Regions from separate parts of the Mus musculus genome. Here all the other regions are linked to region 4. Evidence: chromatin contacts called from public HiChIP or PLAC-seq and promoter capture Hi-C data. All regions are on one chromosome and are shown on one strand. The core of a region is the stretch at or near the end of the contact, and the rest is flanking DNA. Distances in the headings are between cores, read along the strand shown. Region 1 holds the start of Wsb1 (WD repeat and SOCS box-containing 1). Region 2 holds the start of Ksr1 (kinase suppressor of ras 1). Region 3 holds the start of Evi2a (ecotropic viral integration site 2a). Region 4 holds the start of Tmem97 (transmembrane protein 97). Region 5 overlaps Nf1 (neurofibromin 1). Region 6 overlaps Gm30470 (a long non-coding RNA gene).

What was found. Promoter capture Hi-C pulls out the DNA fragments that hold promoters and counts their contacts. HiChIP or PLAC-seq counts read pairs in DNA pulled down with a chosen protein or histone mark.
Region 1: a contact with region 4 is called in a promoter capture Hi-C map of embryonic stem cells, with 3 times the contacts expected there. The contact joins the promoter of Wsb1 here to the promoter of Tmem97 in region 4. A contact is called at or near these places in 10 of 39 promoter capture datasets (the 3T3-L1 cell line, 3T3-L1-derived adipocytes, the C10 cell line and 6 more), 1 of 484 Hi-C or Micro-C datasets (embryonic stem cells), 4 of 115 datasets of contacts at active chromatin or transcription factors (embryonic forebrain, embryonic stem cells, large pre-B cells and 1 more) and 1 of 9 other capture datasets (adipose tissue).
Region 2: a contact with region 4 is called in a promoter capture Hi-C map of embryonic stem cells, with 2.3 times the contacts expected there. The contact joins the promoter of Ksr1 here to the promoter of Tmem97 in region 4. A contact is called at or near these places in 8 of 39 promoter capture datasets (cranial neural crest, embryonic stem cells, hematopoietic stem and progenitor cells and 4 more), 1 of 484 Hi-C or Micro-C datasets (embryonic stem cells) and 5 of 115 datasets of contacts at active chromatin or transcription factors (embryonic forebrain, embryonic stem cells and forebrain).
Region 3: a contact with region 4 is called in an H3K4me3 HiChIP or PLAC-seq map of pro-B cells, with 6 times the contacts expected there. The contact joins the promoter of Evi2a here to the promoter of Tmem97 in region 4. A contact is called at or near these places in 5 of 39 promoter capture datasets (the C10 cell line, the HPC-7 cell line, hippocampal neurons and 2 more), 1 of 484 Hi-C or Micro-C datasets (B cells), 5 of 115 datasets of contacts at active chromatin or transcription factors (acute myeloid leukemia, bone marrow-derived dendritic cells, double positive thymocytes and 2 more) and 1 of 9 other capture datasets (adipose tissue).
Region 5: a contact with region 4 is called in a promoter capture Hi-C map of hippocampal neurons, with 5 times the contacts expected there. The contact joins the enhancer-like site here to the promoter of Tmem97 in region 4. A contact is called at or near these places in 7 of 39 promoter capture datasets (the 3T3-L1 cell line, the C10 cell line, embryonic stem cells and 3 more) and 1 of 115 datasets of contacts at active chromatin or transcription factors (astrocytes).
Region 6: a contact with region 4 is called in a promoter capture Hi-C map of liver, with 2.5 times the contacts expected there. The contact joins the enhancer-like site here to the promoter of Tmem97 in region 4. A contact is called at or near these places in 11 of 39 promoter capture datasets (the 3T3-L1 cell line, the HPC-7 cell line, cranial neural crest and 5 more), 2 of 484 Hi-C or Micro-C datasets (cerebellum and embryonic stem cells), 2 of 115 datasets of contacts at active chromatin or transcription factors (bone marrow-derived macrophages and microglia) and 1 of 9 other capture datasets (macrophages).

The regions. Positions count from the first base shown.
Region 1 is chr11:79,252,860-79,255,959 of GRCm38.p6, reverse strand. Wsb1 (WD repeat and SOCS box-containing 1) reads left to right here and starts at 1,265. Exons shown (of 9, transcript NM_019653.3): 1 at 1,265-1,607. The coding sequence starts at 1,568.
Region 2 is chr11:79,145,172-79,148,378 of GRCm38.p6, reverse strand. It overlaps Ksr1 (kinase suppressor of ras 1), which reads left to right and starts at 1,906. Exons shown (of 19, transcript NM_013571.3): 1 at 1,906-2,324. The coding sequence starts at 2,100.
Region 3 is chr11:79,528,815-79,531,897 of GRCm38.p6, reverse strand. It overlaps Evi2a (ecotropic viral integration site 2a), which reads left to right and starts at 1,289. Exons shown (of 2, transcript NM_010161.3): 1 at 1,289-1,529. All of the region lies in intron 36 of Nf1 (neurofibromin 1), which reads right to left. Evi2 (ecotropic viral integration site 2) reads left to right here and starts at 1,289. Exons shown (of 4, transcript NM_146023.4): 1 at 1,289-1,529.
Region 4 is chr11:78,549,192-78,552,068 of GRCm38.p6, reverse strand. Tmem97 (transmembrane protein 97) reads left to right here and starts at 1,334. Exons shown (of 3, transcript NM_133706.2): 1 at 1,334-1,541. The coding sequence starts at 1,416.
Region 5 is chr11:79,402,520-79,405,777 of GRCm38.p6, reverse strand. The region is part of intron 5 of Nf1 (neurofibromin 1); the gene reads right to left. Among named protein-coding and RNA genes, the nearest start is that of Nf1, 64 kb to the right of the region's middle. Within about 2 kb of position 1,702, at least 22 of the 459 cell types and tissues checked have an H3K27ac peak or open chromatin away from gene starts, as enhancers often do.
Region 6 is chr11:79,227,949-79,230,766 of GRCm38.p6, reverse strand. All of the region lies in intron 1 of Gm30470 (a long non-coding RNA gene), which reads right to left. Among named protein-coding and RNA genes, the nearest start is that of Gm30470, 4.7 kb to the right of the region's middle. Within about 2 kb of position 1,331, at least 52 of the 459 cell types and tissues checked have an H3K27ac peak or open chromatin away from gene starts, as enhancers often do. A contact at or near this core is called in the HPC-7 cell line, cerebellum and liver, where this site is marked.

The DNA.
Region 1 (3,100 bases), core at 16-2,515, 700 kb before region 4:
GACCGTTCGAAAGCCCAGAACCCAGGTTAAAGCAGAAGGCAGGAGATTACAGACTACTACTCTACAATCCCTTCACTCTAACAGGGCTGTCAGGGAGTCGGGAAGTTACAGGGCCAGCTAGCATGGTATACAAGCACTGAAATCATGAGAGACCCTGTCTCAGGAAAGGTGGGAGGTGAGGACTCATATCCTAGGATGTCATCTGACCTCTGAATGCCTGCATTCACACAGAAGCATTTAAGACACATGAACTCTCAAAAAAAAAAAAAGACTCAAAAACATGCACATATCTCATACACACATAATAAATAAATAAGCTAAAAACATTAGGGGACAATAATGGTCTGTATTTGACAAGATTGAATTTTCTTTTTCCTTCTACTGTTCGTCAGGCAGCACCATTGCCGTGCATGAAGTTCTGGACAAACATATTGTCAAGCAGTAACCAAGTAATTTTTTTTAAAGAAGGGGATGATTTATTTCTATTAATCATCATGATCTTAAGAATTTCTACCTTGGGCAAAGGGACATGCACACAGTACATGCACTACCTATGGTGTTTGAGATCTAAAGTTATGCTGGGCAATTCTGTCTTCCAGGAGTATCTGAGAAAATCTAAGCCGTTATCTGTTATCCTTTGGAAGAAAGAGTCCCGCAAGGGCCACTAAAATGCAATGACATCATTTATAGATGGTACTTAGATTGAGATGTGGGGCACACCCAAACAATGATGTGGAATAGCTAGCTGCTTCCTAGAGACCTCAACTTCTGTGGAAGAAGGGCAGATTCTGAGGTAGAGGTCATATTGGCCAGCTCTTCAGGAGACCTGACTTTAGGGACCAATTAGAACAGAGGCAGTCTTGGGGAGGCCTCAGAGGTGCCCATCACCCTGGGTCTCCTTCATCAACTGAGTCTTTCCTAAAACCAGTTTGTTCTGTCCTGACCAATTGGACACCACTATGCTAGTTTCCATCATATCTTTCTTCAGCGCAACCTTCACTTCCCAGGTACTAAGGAGCCAGAGACGTAGCTAAAAGGGATTAAGCACGTGAAACGTCTACTTTGCCCTTTCCGGTTCGGTCACGTGCATTATATAATCCCGGGCTTGCCCTTGGCAATGAGCCTTCGACTTCGAAAATGCCCGCAGGTCGCGCTTTGAGGGCTCACGCCCGTCCGTGAATCCAGACCATCACGTCCCCTGCGTCGAGGGGCGGGGCCTGATGGTCTGACGTCACCCACTACACCCCGCCTCCCAGATATTATCAGTGCCGCCCGCCATCTTGTCTCAGTGTCTGGTTTGGCGGCGGAAGCATTGGCGGGCTGTGTGAGTCTGTGAGTGGAAGGCGCGCCGGCTCTTTTGTCTGAGTGTGACCCGGTGGCTTTGTTCCAGGCATTCCGGTGATTTCCTCCGGGCAGTCCGCAGAAGCCGCAGCGGCCGCCCGCGCTCTCTCTGCAGTCTCCACACCCGGGAGAGCCTGAGCCCGCGTCACGCCCCTCAGCCCCCGCTGAGTCCCTTCTCTGTTGTCGCGTCCGAATCGAGTTCCCGGAATCAGACGGTGCCCCATAGATGGCCAGCTTTCCCCCGAGGGTTAACGAGAAAGAGATCGGTGAGGCTCGGGATGGAGGGGGAGCGCGGGGTCTACCGGCAGAGCGTGAAGGGGCTGGCTCCGGGGCCCGGGGGGAAAACGGGGGTGGGGGATGGGAGAACGGGGAAGTCCGATGCCAAGGCCCACGAGCGCGGGGGACCGGATGCCCGGGCTCCGGAGAAATGGAGAGGAGCAAGGACTGACGCTGCGTGGCGGGAGGAAGCGGTCCCGCGATGGGCGTCGGCCGGGAGTGAATGGACCCAGAGCGGGCCTCCCGAGTTTGCTCAGCGCCGGGCAAACCCTAGTGACACCATCACAGCTGGGGTGCGGATCGGACGTCCTGGGATTCTCCCGGCTGTGTCTTGGATATCGAATGGACCTGGAGAGTTACTAGCATAGGCTAAGTGGTCTATCCTAGGCTCTCTTTGGTGGGAAGAAGTTGTGAACTTTTGTGTTTTTTGAGGCGCAGCAGGAACAGCAGCATCTGTATGTCCGGTACTCTATTGAGAAAGGGACCTGGAGAGGTGTCAGCGGCGTAGAAAAAAAAGTTTTAGTGTTTTTTAAAGGATGGCGTTATGAAAGTGAAGGGTTCTAAGGAGGGAATATGTTGCCCACCTACACGGGGGGGTGGGGGTGGAAGGAGCCGTGAGAATAGGTGGAATGGCTGAAGGAGGGCTATTGTACAGAGGATGTAGCCGTGGCTAGACCTGTCACGCGTCTGGCTGAAGCCTGGACAATGGGGAGTGGAAGGGCGTGGGCCAGACCTGCCCGTTGGCCCCTTTAAAGCACTTAGCATTATTTAAATTCTCTCAAAGGAGTCACCTTTGAGCCCATTGGATGACATTCGTTGAACAAAATTATCGTCAGTAGACACTGACTTTACAGTTTTGTCAATTGGATTTTCATGTCCATGCTAAAGGTAGGGGCAGGACTCCATGAGTGTGTGAAGAGTTCCAGGTCAGGCTATAACTGAGCTACTACCCTCTTTAACAAGGCACTGTCACACTTCCTTTCTGGTCGTGAAATCGGAGGATGGAATGTGAGGAAGAACTTGAATCTGGTTAGCCTTGTTCAGTGATGACTCATGATGTAAGTGCTATGCAGATAGGTTGGGTTTTAGGGCTGGTTCCCACCCACTGCCCCATTACTTTTTTTTTTCCCCAAAGCACTTTAGAGAAAAACCTTGAGGTTGATAATATTTTACTAGTCAGTACTTGAGTATTTAAAGCAGCTAATTAAAGTATAAAAATCGTTTGTGTCTGTTAGCTAACAAGGAAACGTGAAGGCACTTAGAAAAATGCTGACTATGTAACAATTAGAATGTCTTACATTTGAAGATGAGTTAGTGAATTGTTTCTTGGGGTTTGGTGTTTGAACCAGCCACATCTCTATCTCATTAACACTTTATAAAGAAAAGTAGCCAAATGAGTGTACCCAAGACTAGTTTTTAAAAGTAACCTTAAAGTACAGATATAAATCTCTGGGAAATAAAGTATTCTTCTTAGATCAACTTG
Region 2 (3,207 bases), core at 657-3,156, 600 kb before region 4:
CCACTAGATAGGTTAGGTCGGTCTCAAGTAAAGAATTCTCCTGCCTCAGCCTGTAAAGTGCTGGGATTAATGTGAGCTCCCACACCTACCTGTATCAGTAATTCTTTTTTTTTTTTTTTTTTAAAGATTTATTTATTTACTTATTATATGTAAGTACACTGTAGCTGTCTTCAGAAACCCCAGAAGAGGGCATCAGATTTCATTACGGATGGTTGTGAGCCACCATGTGGTTGCTGGGATTTGAACTCGGGACCTTCGGAAGAGCAGTCGGAGCTCTTAACCACTGAGCCATCTCGCCAGCCCCAGTAATTCTTTTTGTTTAGCTCTGTTCGATTAATTTTGTTTTATGGGTCTGAGTGTTTTGCCTGCATGCATGTATGTGTAGCCATGTGACTACTTGGTGCTCACAGAGGTTAGAAGGCATCAGAATCCCTAGAACTGGAGTTACAAATGGCTGTGATCCATCACACGGATGCAGGGCACAGAACTCCTCATCCTTTGCAGGAGCGAGCGCTCCTAACTGCTGAGCTATCTGTCTAACCCAACACTGTTTTTGAGGCAAGACCTCACTATATATGTAGCCCAAGCTGGTCTTGAATTCACTATTTGACCAGATTGGTCTTGAACTCACAGAGATCCTCCTGCCTCTGCCTCTGGAGTGCTGGGATTAAAAGTGTGTACACTTGACTTCAGTTTTTACTTCTTTTTTCGAGACAGGGTTTCTCTGTGTAGCCCTGGCTGTCTTGGAACTTGCTCTGTAGACCAGGCTGGCCTGGAACTCACAGAGATTCTCCTGCCTCTGCTTCCAGAGTGCCACTGCCACCTGGCTCATTTTCACTTCATTTTTATTGCTAGAACATGTGAGGTGGACTGATGGGAGAGGAGAATGAGCAGGTGTGGTAAAGCTTAAATTAGGGCAGACTGGGAAACACCACTGCTAAGACCACTGACTGCTGAGGCTCAGGGTCTCATCTAGATAGTGTGAAGTTAGAAAGGAGCTAGCATGTATACTTGATCGCACATGCCAGCAGTTAATATGGGTGCTGTTAGAAACATAACTTTTTTAAAGAAACCCTCTAGACTAGATGGCTATGACTACCCTATTTGATGTGAAGGGGAAACTTGGGCACTCAGAGGAAAGCTATTTGTCCAAGTTCACATACTGGGTAGACCCAGGTTCTCTCTGGCTCGAAACTCTTAGAACTGTTCAACAAATTAATATTTTGCCCATGTGGCATCTACAGGGTATGGGGGGCACTAAATTTATTTTGTTGAGTAAATAGAACACAGAAGAAAGTCCTTTCTCCTTGCCTGCACAGTAACTTTGGTGTGACAATTCAGGGTCAAGCTCTATGTGAACACAAACACAGCCTCGTCGGGTGTTGTGAGATTTTGATGAAGGTGGGTGTTTCTTTTTCTTTTCTTTTGATAGTGTTGGGGAATCAAACCTAGGGCTTTGTGTTTGCCTGGCAAATGTTCTGCCGCTGAGCTACACTTTTAGCGCATTCCCATACATGGTAACCCCTAAACTCATACAAAAATTTTAGGACCCTCAATATCCTACAAGACAGGGGTTATCTGGGTCTGAGCCATCAGCCCCTTCCCCACCCCATTCGCCAGTCTCGGAAAGCTACTGATGTGTGTGCGCTTGCGTGTGTGAGAAGGGTGTAGTAGTGGGAGATGGGGGTAAAGGAATCAAACTCCCTAGACCACGACGCGCACGAATTGGAGCAGGCGCAGAGCAGCCCCTTCTAGACGTCAGGCGGGGCCGAAGTGCGGGCGGGGCCCCGAGGGCGCGGGCCAGAAAGCAGATGCGATGCGCGGACTACAAGTCCCAGAATGCGTCGCGGCCCCGATCCGGCCCCCGCTGTCGCTTAAAGGCTCCAACAACCACAGCCGTCGGGTAGTGGAGGCTTTCGCTTTGCCGCCGCGTCTGGGCGGGAGGAGGAGCGGACTGGGCAGCAGGCTTTCGGGACTGCAGGCTTAGGCGGCGCCAAGGGGCGCTCCTAGTGCAGCCTTCCTGGCTCGGGGCTTTCCTGCCGAGGCGCCCGTGTCCCCGGGCTCCTCGCCTCGGCCCCCAGCGGCCCCGATGCCGAGGCATGGATAGAGCGGCGTTGCGCGCGGCAGCGATGGGCGAGAAAAAGGAGGGCGGCGGCGGGGGCGCCGCGGCGGACGGGGGCGCAGGGGCCGCCGTCAGCCGGGCGCTGCAGCAGTGCGGCCAGCTGCAGAAGCTCATCGATATCTCCATCGGCAGTCTGCGCGGGCTGCGCACCAAGTGCTCAGTGTCTAACGACCTCACACAGCAGGAGATCCGGACCCTAGAGGTAAGGGGCCGTTGCGCCCCACGTCCGGACCCGGCGGTGGCCCGGGAGCCGCCCCACTGCTTTCCTTCCCGAGTTGCATCCTGCAGCGGGGTTGCTGGCTGGAGTCTTCCTCCCTTTCCCGAGCTCTCTGATGCGGCAGCGTGAGGACCTACGACCAGCTCTCACTTTGGAAGAATTTAGGGGAGGGGGGTGTTAGCGTGGAACTGGATCGAGTCTCGAAGACCAGCGTGCCGAGTAGGATGCACAGGGCACCCCACTGCAAACCCCTTTCCGCCTTCACCCTATTTCCAGTGCCCACAGTAGTCATTGTCCCACTGAATCACGCGCCGGTCTTTTCTCCGTGTGCTTTAAGTCCGGTAGCGTGGGCTGGGGCGATGTGGGGGACGTCCCTTGAAGTGTGAGCGTCGATCGATCGGTGGCACTGACTTTCCCCTCACTCCCCACTCTCCTTGTTGTCCGTTTCTTTCCTTTCCACCAGGTCTCTGCCGCTTTTCAAAAAGTGTTTGCTGAAACAGCATTTTTGCTGTTCAGGCGTTGGGGTGCTTGTCTTTGGAGATGTCACAGCGGTTCACTGCTTAAAATGAAATTACCCTTTGACTTCCCTACTCCACCCCAAACACTGAGCTTTGGCCTAGGAAGGATTATACTGGGGAAGGGAACCTTTGGTAAGAACAGGCTACTTAAGGGGGTTGCTGACAGAGATAACCTGGAGTGCAATGAGGAAACAAGATGTGTGAGCTCTCTTCTCTCAAATTATACAGTTGGGAAGTGCAGCATTAAAACGATTTGGAAGAACCAGCCAGAAAGGTGGTTGGCATTTCAGAAGGGGACGCTCCCCCACCCCCTTACACATTGGGGGGGAAACTAGTGCCTTCCCAACTTG
Region 3 (3,083 bases), core at 40-2,539, 980 kb before region 4:
TTTGACTTTTAGTAAGAATCAAGGAGGCTGTGGCATTGGTCAGTTGACCGAGTACTTGCCTAGTGGATGTATGAAAGCTTAGGTGCAATTCCTAGCGCTCAGATGGATGTGGTGATAAAAGCCTGTGATCCCAGCACATGGGAGCAAGGCAAGATGACCATAAAGGCAAGGTCGTCCTCAGCTCCATATTGAGTTCTAGGCCAGTTTCAACTCCACAAGAAGCTGTTTCAGGCTGCTCTTTATTGAAGGAAAATGGAGGAGCAGTGGATCTGGGAAAGAGGAGGTACGGGGCAGACTGAGGAGAGGAGGGAGGGGAAGCTGTGGTTGGGATGGACTGTGAGAGGAGATTTAAAAAAAAAAGGAAAACCAGCAAAACCCAAAAATATTCAAAGCTACCATGGGCAACTTAATAAACTTGACTCAAAATAAAAAGGAGGGGAGGTGTGAAAGACTTGGCTCAGCAGGTGCTGGTCATGCAAACCTGGTGACATCAAAACCTACATAAAGGTAGGCGTAGATAACTGCGATCAGTCCCAGTGACACCATAAAAATAAATAAAAATTTAAATTATATAAATTAAAAGTGGTCATCTTTTTAAGGAGATGAGAAAGTGTCTAATGATCCCTGGAGATTAGTGTGGTGCTCATTCAGAAAAAGGGAGGAGATGATCAAAGACAGCGTTAGAGATGCGTGACATGTGTGGGGCTAGTGAGGAAACAAGCACCTCAGAAAACCTGAAGGGAGGATCGTAGTGAGACAGGATCAGAGGGGATCTGCTGTGACCCAGGCTTCGGTACGATCAGCAGAACCAAGGAGATCATCAGAGGAGTCTATCTGATTTCACACAAAACCGTGTAATCCATCCCGGACGAACAGACGTGTCTAATCTGAGGCAATGACACAACTGCACACACCACACCCTACAAGCATTCTCTGGCCCAAATTCTGCTCAGATCACTGCTGCAGTTCGCAGCTTGAAACGGCAGTGATGTGTGTGATCTTCCTAGCTGACAAACACCTCCACGGACTCGGTGATCCTCCTAGCTGACAAACACCTCCAAGGACCCCACATTTATGTTTTCAAATCAGTCTGTGATATAAAATTAGAAAAGTGATTTTAATGCCACACTAAAGATGCCATCATGTAATTTCCATTGAATAATACTAATTTCAAAAGCAGATAGTAGGCATAAACAATAAGCCATAGGTGGGAGAGAAAAGGGGGAAGGGGAAGGAAAGAGGAAAGCCCTCCCCATTCAGGGGGTGGAGACTGGCGCTACAAAGCCTCTTGTCATCCCATTGCCAGCTGGACAAGTCAGTCTTTGCTTTCCCCGTGACATGTAGTTGAGTTGCAGCGGAAAGGAAATGTGTCATCTGTGGTTTGGTTTTAAGAGTGGAAAGCTAGCTGTACATATCCTCTTTAAAAAACCCTGCAGATTTAAGTTTCACAGTCTCCAAAGTATTCTACTTAAAATAAGAAGAGCAGAACTGAGGTGGCTTACGAAGTGACGGCTGGGCGAGCTCTGAAGGTAGGTAGCACATGCGGCTCTCTTACTCCTCCCACTTATAACTGTTCAGGTTAGTAGAGAGGAAGGGCTTTTTCAAAGGTATATACATATATCTAACAATGTAGAATCGCTATGTGTTTTCTATTCCACTATGAAAAATTAAGTAAACAGCATAATCAATTAGATCTAGGAAAAATTTATAATTATTAATATGGAATTTAAATCAGGATGAGGAAGGTCTTGAGTTTGTACTCAAATGAGTTGAAAAGCTTTGAGTTGTTGTTGTTGTTTTGTTTTTAAATTAAGGAAATACATTCTCATTACTGCAGCTGAGGAATGACCTATCTGACTAAAAATAATGAGACAAAACCAAAACCAGAAAATCAAAACTTTGCTAAGCCAACTTGGCCTCTGGGGCATAAAATAGAGATGTAGGAACAGTTTCTGTTCTCAGGCAATTGTGAGCAAAGAGAGAGTCTGATGGTGCCAACAGCTTGTTTACTAGGGCATGACAGCACATCTGGCTGAAGACAACCAACAGCAGATCTATTATGTTGTCCTGTGGTACACGGCTAGCGTGTACAACACTGTGATGTATACAGCACTGTGAATGAACTAATGTGATTAAAATCACCTACATTAAGTCATTTAACACTGACTGCATAAGTCTACTCTGGTAGGAAAGGACGGACACTTCTTACTAAATCAATTTAAAGTGCTTTTTTTTTTGGTATGTGACTGACGTATAAAGTATCGTGAGAATCCTACCATCCAACTTGAAGATGAAGCGGAATACTATCGCACAAAAGCCAGTGCAGTTGATCTTTAAGCATCTACCAACAGTCATAATCTCAATAGTGATCGGACCCCAGAGCACTGGGGGCTCCCCTCTCCACTCTGCGTATAAGATATGAATCAAACTGTAGTTTCTAACTAGCATCATTTACTATATGCTATTTTTGTCTGTGCAACTTAGCATATCTCAACTGTTAATCTCAACTTCTGTGCTTTATTAGCATTTCGATATTGTCGAATGCCAGAGATTATACCATAGTAAACCTCCCTGGCTCAAGTGTGACCAGCAGGGTGGTATCTGTACTACTTAGGAGTAGTTTAGAGACAGAATCTTAGGCCCTAACCTAGACCTGAAAAAAAAAACTCCTCCACATAGTCAAGTTTGAAAGTAACAGCTATAAAACAATCTTAACAAGACAACTACACTCATTGAGTCTTAGAACAGTCTAGAGTTTGCTCAGGCTCCTCTCATTTATGCTCTGAATAAAATATTTTTCCAAGGGTGACTCTGGAGAACAGGTATAGTATTATAAACACCTCATCTGGTCCTGGCTACCCACCTTTGCTCCCAGAACTCAGGAGGCAGAGGTAGGCTGACTTTTTAAAGAGAAGAAACAACTTATTTCTCTAAAGGTGTAGCCAAATGTCTCTTGCTAGGTTAGCTGCACTTGGGGCAGACATGACACCCCCAGAGAGACCTCTAAGCAGATAGCTGATAACAAGAGCTAAGAACAGAATCTTGTCCTGACACTGGCTTCTAGGAAGCTCTGAGCCCCAAAC
Region 4 (2,877 bases), core at 85-2,584:
CCCTCTGTCTTAGTACTATGGTAGCTACCACTGGGCACACAGACTACCCTACCTAACCCTAATTTTTGCTTTCCCTTAGCTATACTTTCCTTCACTTCTCTGGGCAGAAACTTCAAACCCATTTAGACATCCCAGTCTCCTTTGCTGAAATGGGCACACTGGAGCAAGCATGGTGCCTATGACTTTAATTCCAGCACTTGGAAGGCAGAGGCAGGGTGAATCTCTGTGAGGTTCAGGCTAGCCTTGTCTACACAGCCAGTCACAGGGTTACATAGTGAGAGGCTGTCTCAAAAAGTGAATACAAAAGAAAGAGAAGGACACGTGGGGTCCATTTCTCTACCTCTTCCCGACCAGTTGTCTACACTCTGTCTCCATTTCCCTACCTCCCAATACACTGCTCTCCAGCCATAGGACTTCTCATTGGTACTGGTGGACAGCACTCAGTGTCAACCGTGACACAGCTACTCCATTCTTCCCTGTGACCATCATTCGCTTGGTCATCTCCTCCCATGACCCTTATGATTCTGTAGGATCTCTTAATGCCCTTCGCTCTCTAACCTTCAAATGCTCTCACAAATCTAAACCAAGTTCATCCAACTGCCCGCCTGCCTGCTCAAGGTCTCTTTGGTTGGTTGGTTTGGTCTGAGACAGGCTCTATGTATCCCTAGCTTGCCTGTAGACCAGGCTGGCCTAGACCTTACAGATTTCTGTCCACACCCGGCCCTTTGGGGCTCTGGTTCAAATGGTGCAAGAGATGGAAGTCGGGCCTTCTTGAGTGCTAAGTAAATGCTCTATACTTAGCAGTACCCAAGCCCTAACCCTGCTCAGTGTATACAAAGCACAAACTTAATTTCCTTTCCCTTGAACCCAAGTCCTGTGTTCCCTATTCTCATCGAATGGCAGCCCCCATCTTGTCCCAGGCCTATCAGGGTCCATCATATAAAATCATTATTTGTGGGCTGAGCAGTGATTTTGGAGCCAGCAGGAAAGTCCGGCTCGCAGCGCTCCTAAACTGCCACTGCGGGTTCTGGTTTTACTGGCCCGGGGTCCCAATACGGAACAGAACCCAGCGAATAAAACACTCGTGGCACAGGGAAGACCAGCGCACGCAGCCCGAGGCTGCACACGCGCACCCGCCGACGTGGACCGCTCAGAGCCACGCCCCCTCACGCGGTACTCCCAGCAGCCAATGGAAACAACAGGTAGGCCATCATTCAAACTATAGCCCCGCTATATGGGCGGGCCACGAGGGCCTCCACCCACTCACGAGCCGCTTCTGTTTTTCCCCTTCGACCAATAGGTACGGCCTGTGTGAGCCGGGGGCGGGACGGCACAGCTCGGGCGCGGGGCTTCTAACCACGTAGCAGGCTTCTATCACCGGCTTGCCAGTCGTAGCCCAACGGACAGGAGGGAACATGGGGGCCCTGGCAGCTAGGCGCTGTGTCGAGTGGCTCTTGGGCCTCTACTTCGTCTCGCACATCCCCATCACGCTGTTCATCGACCTGCAGGCGGTGCTGCCGCCCGAACTATACCCGCAGGAGGTGAGGCTCAGGGGTCCCCACGTGGCCGTCCTGATTTCTGTTGGCTCCGTGCCTGACTTCGGCCCCAGCCGGCTGTCCCCAGCCGTTGACCACCGCTTTGTTTTTTTCAGAGCGGAACTGAGGGTGCAACCCAATGGTAGGGCGCATGCCTAGGAGGTCCTGGGTTTGAGCCCCATGTACTCGCCAATCCTTTGCAAAACCTTTGCCTGGGTGTGTTTCGCTCCCATGGTTTTAACTACGGCAGTTGGCTGAGGGAAGTTGCCTGGGTGAACCAGTGTCTGTCACGTGTTGAATCTATTGCGTTTGGATGGACTTTAAAAGTCCAGTGTAAGCCGAGAAAGAAAAAAAAGTCCTGCGTAGTAGAATAAAATGACTGAAGGGTTAGCCCTTGGTTAGTGCTCGTGGCATTCATACACTCCTTCTGGGTCTGGATCTAGCTTGAGGAGCAGTTGAGGAAATGTCGCTTTTCCAAGTCAGTTTTGAATTGTTTGAAGATGAGCTACCGTTCCCTGCGCTTTGGAGAGCATTCTTTGACCCGATTTTAAGGTCAAGATTAAGCATGCCTCTCCAATCTACTGACGGACTTATCCACCTAAATGTTTGAAATGGCTGAAATGCTCTTTAAATGTTTCTTCTTTGCAGGGCAGTTCTTAATCTTAAATCCGTAAATTCTCAATGGTGGCTGCAAAATGACATGTGCCTTGTGTTCTCTGAGAGGACATGACACAGGAATTGTCACCTACTCAACAAAGTTAAGGAGTGACACCATCAGCAGTGTCACCCCCCACTCCCTTAAGTCTTTTTGGTTTGTTTGTGGAACCACGGGATTGCAAAGACCTTTGATCTACAGGGGAAACCCGTAGGTAGCATGTGGCAAGAGCACCGGTCTGTGGTGCTGCTTTCCCAAGGACTGGCTGCCTGTGGACATGTTGAGGGCCCTATGGATCCTACTTTTTTTTCCCCTTAAAATAATAGTTCATTTGAATCCATTGCAAGAGGACCTCAGGCCAGGCTGTAACTGACATGTAGCTACAGCTTTAGATTGTAAACTCAAAAGATTGTGGGATTGAGGCTGTGGCTCCGTAGTAAAAACATTGGCCAGCATGCACGAGGCCCTGGATTCAAATCCCAGCACCAAAACCAGTGTGTTATCAAGTTAAGTTGATTTGTTTCACTCCTCTAAGACATTGTCACAAACGCAGTGGCTTACTTTACCCCCAACGTTATGCTTAAGCTGCTCGGAGGTTAGAAATTTAGAATGTTCGGTCTCAGGCTCAAAGGTAGACTACACTCCTTGCCTCTTCCAGGTGGCTGGGTTTGCAGAGCTGCGGATCAC
Region 5 (3,258 bases), core at 453-2,952, 850 kb before region 4:
GTACAAGAATTTCTGTGGCTATACAATATAGTAGTATATCTGGGTCACATGGTCTGTTATCAGTTTTTCTGAGGAACCCTTCAAACTGTCATAGTGGAGTTTCACTGCCAGGCAGTGGTGGCGCACACCTTTTATCCCAACACTTGGGAGGCAGAGGCAGGCAGATTTCTGAGTTTGAGGCCAGCCTGGTCTACAGAGTGAGTTCCAGGACAGCCAGGGCTACAGAGAGAAACCCTGTCTCGAAAAACAAAAAAAAGAAAAAAAAAAAAAACAGAAAAAAACAGAAAAATAAAAAGTAGCTACTCAGGATCCCACTAGCCCCACCCACATTTTCCCCTCTGTTGTCTTTTGTTTTCTTGACAACGTCCCAACTGAAGTGAGACAGAATCTGAAAGAGGTTTTAATTTCCATTTCCCTGATGTCTATGAATGTTGAAAACTTTTTCCAAGTATCTACTGGTCATTGTATTTCTCCTATTAGGGACTCTATTCAGCTCATGAGCCTATCTACAGACTCTAAAATGATTTTAGAGTTTAATTTTAGCAGTTATTTATATATCATAGATACCAGTCCCCAGCCAGATGTAAGCCTGGAAATTTCTTTTCCCAAGCCTGTAAATGGTCTCTTTACTCTAGTGACTGTGTCCTTTGCTTGGTAGCGATTTCTAATCTCATGTAACTCTCTCTGCCACGTCTTGGTATTGTTTCCTGTGCTATAGTCCTTTTCAGAAAATTCTTGTCTATGCCTATGTCTTCAAATATTTTTACCTGTCTTCTTCTTTCATTAGAGTTTTGATATACTGAATGTCATGGTTTGAATATGCTTGGCCCAGGAAGTGGTCTTGTTGGAGTAGGTGTGTCACTGTGAGCGTGGGCTTTACAACCCTCATCCTAGCTGCCTGGAAATGAATACTCTGCTAGCAGCCTTCAGATGAAGATGCAGAACTCTCAGCTCTGCCTGTATCATGCCTGCCTGGTTACTGCCATGCTTCTCCCCTGATGATAATAGACTGACCCCTGAACCTGTAAGCCACCCACAATTAAATGTTGTCCTTTATAAGACTTGCATTGGTCATGGTTTCTGTTCACAGCAATAAAGCCCTAACTAAGACACTGAATTTATTGTTGCACAATATGTATAGAAATCCAGTTTTCAAGCTGGAGAGGTGGCTCAGAGGTTAAAGAGCACCAACTGCTCTTCCAGAGGTCCTGAGTTCAAATCCCAGCAACCACATGGTGGCTCACAACCATCTGTAATGGGATTTGATGCCCTCTTCTGGTGTGTCTGAAGACAGTTACAGTGTACTCATATAAATAAAATAAATCAGAAAGAAAGAAAGAAAGAAAGAAAGAAAGAAAGAAAGAAAGAAAGAAAGAGAGAAAGATCCAGTTTTCCCAGCACCACTTGTTAAAGAGGGCACCTTTTCTCCAATGCATGTTTTTGATAGCTTTGTCAGAAACTTAGGTAATATGATGGCTAATCTTGTTTGTCAACTTGACTATATCTGGAATCACACCTGTGAAGGAACATGGAAGGAGAAACTTTTCACTTTTGCCTGCCTGCCTGCACTCCCCCTAGTCAAGTGCACTTCTCCTGTTGCTAAGGTAAATAGGAGCCTAAAGGCACTGGCTGGTAAGGGGTGGGATCCTGTAACTTGAGATGGAGAAGTGTAGGGGACAGGTGCTGAGGACTTTGACCCTTCAAATTCTGATGCGTCTGTCTCACCTGTGGCAGTAGTCTGCCCACTCTTAGTGTAGGGTGCGGCCCCACTGTCACACCTTGCAATATTTCCTTTTGTACCTTGGCCTGAGGAAATTAATCCTTTGTTGTCTACAAATTTCAGTGACTTTCACTGAAAGAGAAACATCAAGCAAGGCAATACTGATGCCGCTCAGTGTCTGTCGACAATAATTGCCTCTGAACTATAATCAGTATCAAGGCTAAGAAGGCTTCTAGGAGCGAAACAGAAAGTGAAATTCACAACAAAGGTGTGGTACAATACTAAAGTTTACTGAGTTTGTGAATTCATTCAAGCCGTAGTCTGGGCAATATATATGAGAATGGATTTTTAAGGGCATGAAATAATGGTGAAAAAAAAACCATAAAACTGAATCAAGCTGAATTTATTGATATGGGCCCACTGAGTTAAGGTTCTAAGTTCAATACAGACGTTCTTACAGTTAAAAAGGTATCAAAAGCGTGACTGGTTGGCTAAGCACTAGCCATACTCTACTGAAAGGGAACTGTGGATACCTGATGTCCCTTGACTTAGTATTGATGAAGGGATTTTAGGGTTCAGAGAAACTGCAATGATGGGTGTGCTGTATAAAACCGAATCCTCCACAATGGGAAGGCCCAGAAGACATTCTCTTCACTAATCCTGTGAGGCACAAAATGGTAAGAGGGGCACCAGGATTTGAAGGGCTTTGCCCCCGCTCTTCTCTTTGTGCCAGACCTTAAGGTTGGAGACACTGATGCTCAATCCAAAAAGTTAAATGGGATGGGCTTAATTAGGCCCCCAGAGTAGCAGGGCCAGGTATCAGCACTGCATTGCCAAAGGCAAGGCGAGAATATTTATCATGAAGGGCAGCACAGACAGAGTAACTTTTATGATGGCATGACTCCTACGGATCTTTTTGTACTGGCTAATAATGCTTCCAGGAATATATGTTTTTATTTTGTTTTGTTTGTTTTTACATCTATATAAGCAAAAAAAAAAATTCTCAAACAAACAAAAAGAATACTGCAGAGTAGCAAAGGGGTATCTCAACTTATCAATCAATTTCCAGACTTGAGCTAGTTTGCAGACCCCAAAGTCCTTGAATGATGAGAAGGCTAGGTCCCCCTGAGGACCTTGCTAAAATACCTAAAAGTTTTACTGTTAGCCCTTCTCCCATCCTATGACCTTTTACAAGGGTAAATGTACTCTGGGAAAAAGGAAACAATCAGGTTTTCCAGGGTTTACTGGACACTCGTTTTAAACTGACACTGGTTCCAAGAGACCCCCAAATAGCACTGTGGCCCTCCAGTTAAATCGGGGCTTATGATTATCAGGTGATTAATGGAATTTTGACTGAAACCCAAATCACAGAGAGTCTACTGGGTCCCCAAACTCATCCTGTGGTTATTTCTCCAGTTCCAGAATGTATAATTGGTATAGATATACTTAGACATTGGCAAAATCCCACGTTGGTTCCTTGACCTGTGAACTGAAAGCTATTATGGTTGGAAATCACAAATTGAAGAGACTGGCATTGC
Region 6 (2,818 bases), core at 82-2,581, 680 kb before region 4:
CCATTATACCTGCCTCTGCAGAGGGGTCAGGTTTCCTCTTGGATGATATTATATTATATTGGTAGAGCTGGGCAGAGAACCAGCCGACTCGTGTGAGCCTTCTGTGCTGCAAGGGTCTGCAGTAACTGGAAAGTGGTCAGGAAACCCACAAGTCAGAGGTGGCCCCCTCACCCCACCCCATCCCACCCCACCCCGCTGCCTCTATTTTCTCTCAGCCTGTTTTGTTTTCTTCAATTTCGTCAGGCCCCTTCGGTGGTGCCGGATAAGCTGCCCCAGCTCACTGCCGTCTTGCCACGGAATCCTACGCGATCTCATTTCTTCACCCCCTCCTTGGACTTTCGAATAAAGCCCTGTTTCAAATAAGTTAATCATTCTTAGATGTTGATTCCTTGTTTAGAAGCCAAATTCCTCACACCTGAGGAGATTCTGTCGCCTTCTCACGGGAGCTGCTGGCGCCTGGCTTTTGGGTCAGAAGGACTGATCAGGAACCAGACCCCCGGTCCCGGTTGGGCAGACATGAACATAGCCCGAGCTGGGAGGTTTGGATGAGAGACCTGGGGGCCACGCACCCAGCTTGTGCTGTGTGGAGAAAGCAGATCCCTCAACTGGGTCATGCTGCTCAATGCTTGGCCAAAGCCAAGCTGGCTGGGCTCGGTCCCATCTGGCTCCCAGCAAGAGGGTGTGCATATAGCAGTTTGGCCAGATGCCACACTCCATAGACGGCTGCCCAAAGGATGTCGCTGACATGGTGACTGAGGCTGCTATCCTGAGGAAGACTCCTGTGACTGACTGCTCAATTGGCTGTTGAATGATGTAATAATGTCTCCACACAAGTGGCATTGGCTCTTCCTTCCTTTCTGCAGTGCTGAGTCCTGGCAGCTACTTGACATGTGTTACCAACATTGGTTGAGCACTGACCACGGGTGCATTTTACTGTTCCTGCTGCTGGTCAGCAGTTCTGGGAAGTTTTATTGTTTTCCTTTGATGTCTGTGCAAGCCATGAGGCTAACTCCCTCCTCTAGGTGGAGGCGGTCACATGATCTCAAGGTCCAAGATGGTGCTGAATGCAGACTCCTGTTTTTTCTTCATAATGCTTGTGAGCGGATGCTAGGAAGAAAACAGCCAGGCTCCGCTGTGTCTTTGCCAACACCTCCCCGCCTTTCCCGGGGAGGCCAGCCATGATGTCAGGCTAACCCTTCCCCAACACACCCTACCCTTTTCACTGGATTGTGGAAAAAAAAAAACAAAAACAAACAAGGATTACCCCTGAATATAACGAGGCAATTGAAATAACCACACAGAGTGACTGTGGTCCCTGCCCTTTGCTCGGTGCCCAGGGAAATTACACCGGAGCTTGGCTAGGTTTTTGCTCCGCTCTGCTGTCCTTGGGTACACATATCACTCAAACAAATCATTTTTATTGCCCATGTGACAAATCTAACTCAAGCAGGCTGTAGCAGGATTCTGCAGGGCTGGGCTGGGCTGAAGGCAAGAAAAGAAGTAAGCTGGCCTCGAAACTCCCCTCGTTGATCAACACCTGACCAAGGCCGCAGGAGCCTCTTGTACCAGCAAGATTGGCCTCACTGGTCCAGAGATGACCTGGACAGAGTCCTCGAGGCTGGAATGGACTGGATGTAAGTTCTCTGTGTCAGCTCACAGATGCTCTTGATGGAGTGGACCAAATCCAGAACAAGGCAGGGCCGGCATCGTCATCAGTAACAAAGCTCAGTCATGCTTGTCACATGACCCTGAGGAAAGTTAGACTTTAATTCTTCTCCCAGAAGCCAGGCGCCATATCAAATGCTTGTGAAGACAAGGCCACCCTGATGTAAATGAGACCCTCTCTCAAAATAAAACCATCCTTTACATTAAAAAATTATTCATTTGGTGAGAGGTTTGAGACAGGGTTTCTCTGTGTAGCACTGGCTGTCCTGGAACTCACTTTGTAAACCAGGCTGGTCACAAACTCAGAGATCCACCTGCCTCTGCCTCTGCCTCTGCCTCTGCCTCTGCCTCTGCCTCTGCCTCTACCTCCTCCTCCTCCTCCCAAGTGCTGGGTTAAAGATGTGCACTACAAGTACTCAGCTAAGATTTGTGTGTGAGAGTGTGTATGTGTGTGTGGTGTGTGAGACAAGCAAGCCATATGCAAGTGGGTGCTCTCAGAAGTCCTAAGGGGGCACCCAACCCTCTGAAGCTGGAATTACAGGCAGTTGTGAGTCATCTGACACAGGTATTGTGAACCTAACTGGGATTCCCTGAAAGAGAAATAAGAGCCATCTCTCCAGGCCCCTTCCACCATCACATTTTAACTGAAACTAAGATATATTTTGTAATCAGCATGGTTTTCAAAAATCCTCATGGATGTGGTAGCATATAACTGTAATTCCAGCATTCAAAATCAAAACAAGACAAACAAACAAAAAAATCCCAGCATTCAAGAGACTAAGGCAAAAGGATAAGAAGTTGGAGGCAAGCCAAGTGTGGTGGCGCACACCTTTAATCCCAGCGCTTGGGAGGCAGAGGCTAATCTGGTCTACTGAGCAAGTTCCAGGGTGGCTGGGAAAACTCTGTCTTGAAAAATCAGAGGAGGAGGAAGAGGATGATGATGAAAAAGAGGAGGAAGAAGAGAAGGAGGAGGAAAAGGAGAAGAAGGGAAAGGAAAAACAAAAAAGAAAATTGGAGATAATCTGAACTCCAAGTAAAACTTTGAAAACAAAAAACAAACATAAATCTCTCAGCTGTCACACACTAAAATGACACATTAGCTACAGTGATGTGGATAAAAGTCAGCAGTGTCTAGAATTTCATAGGAAAGCCA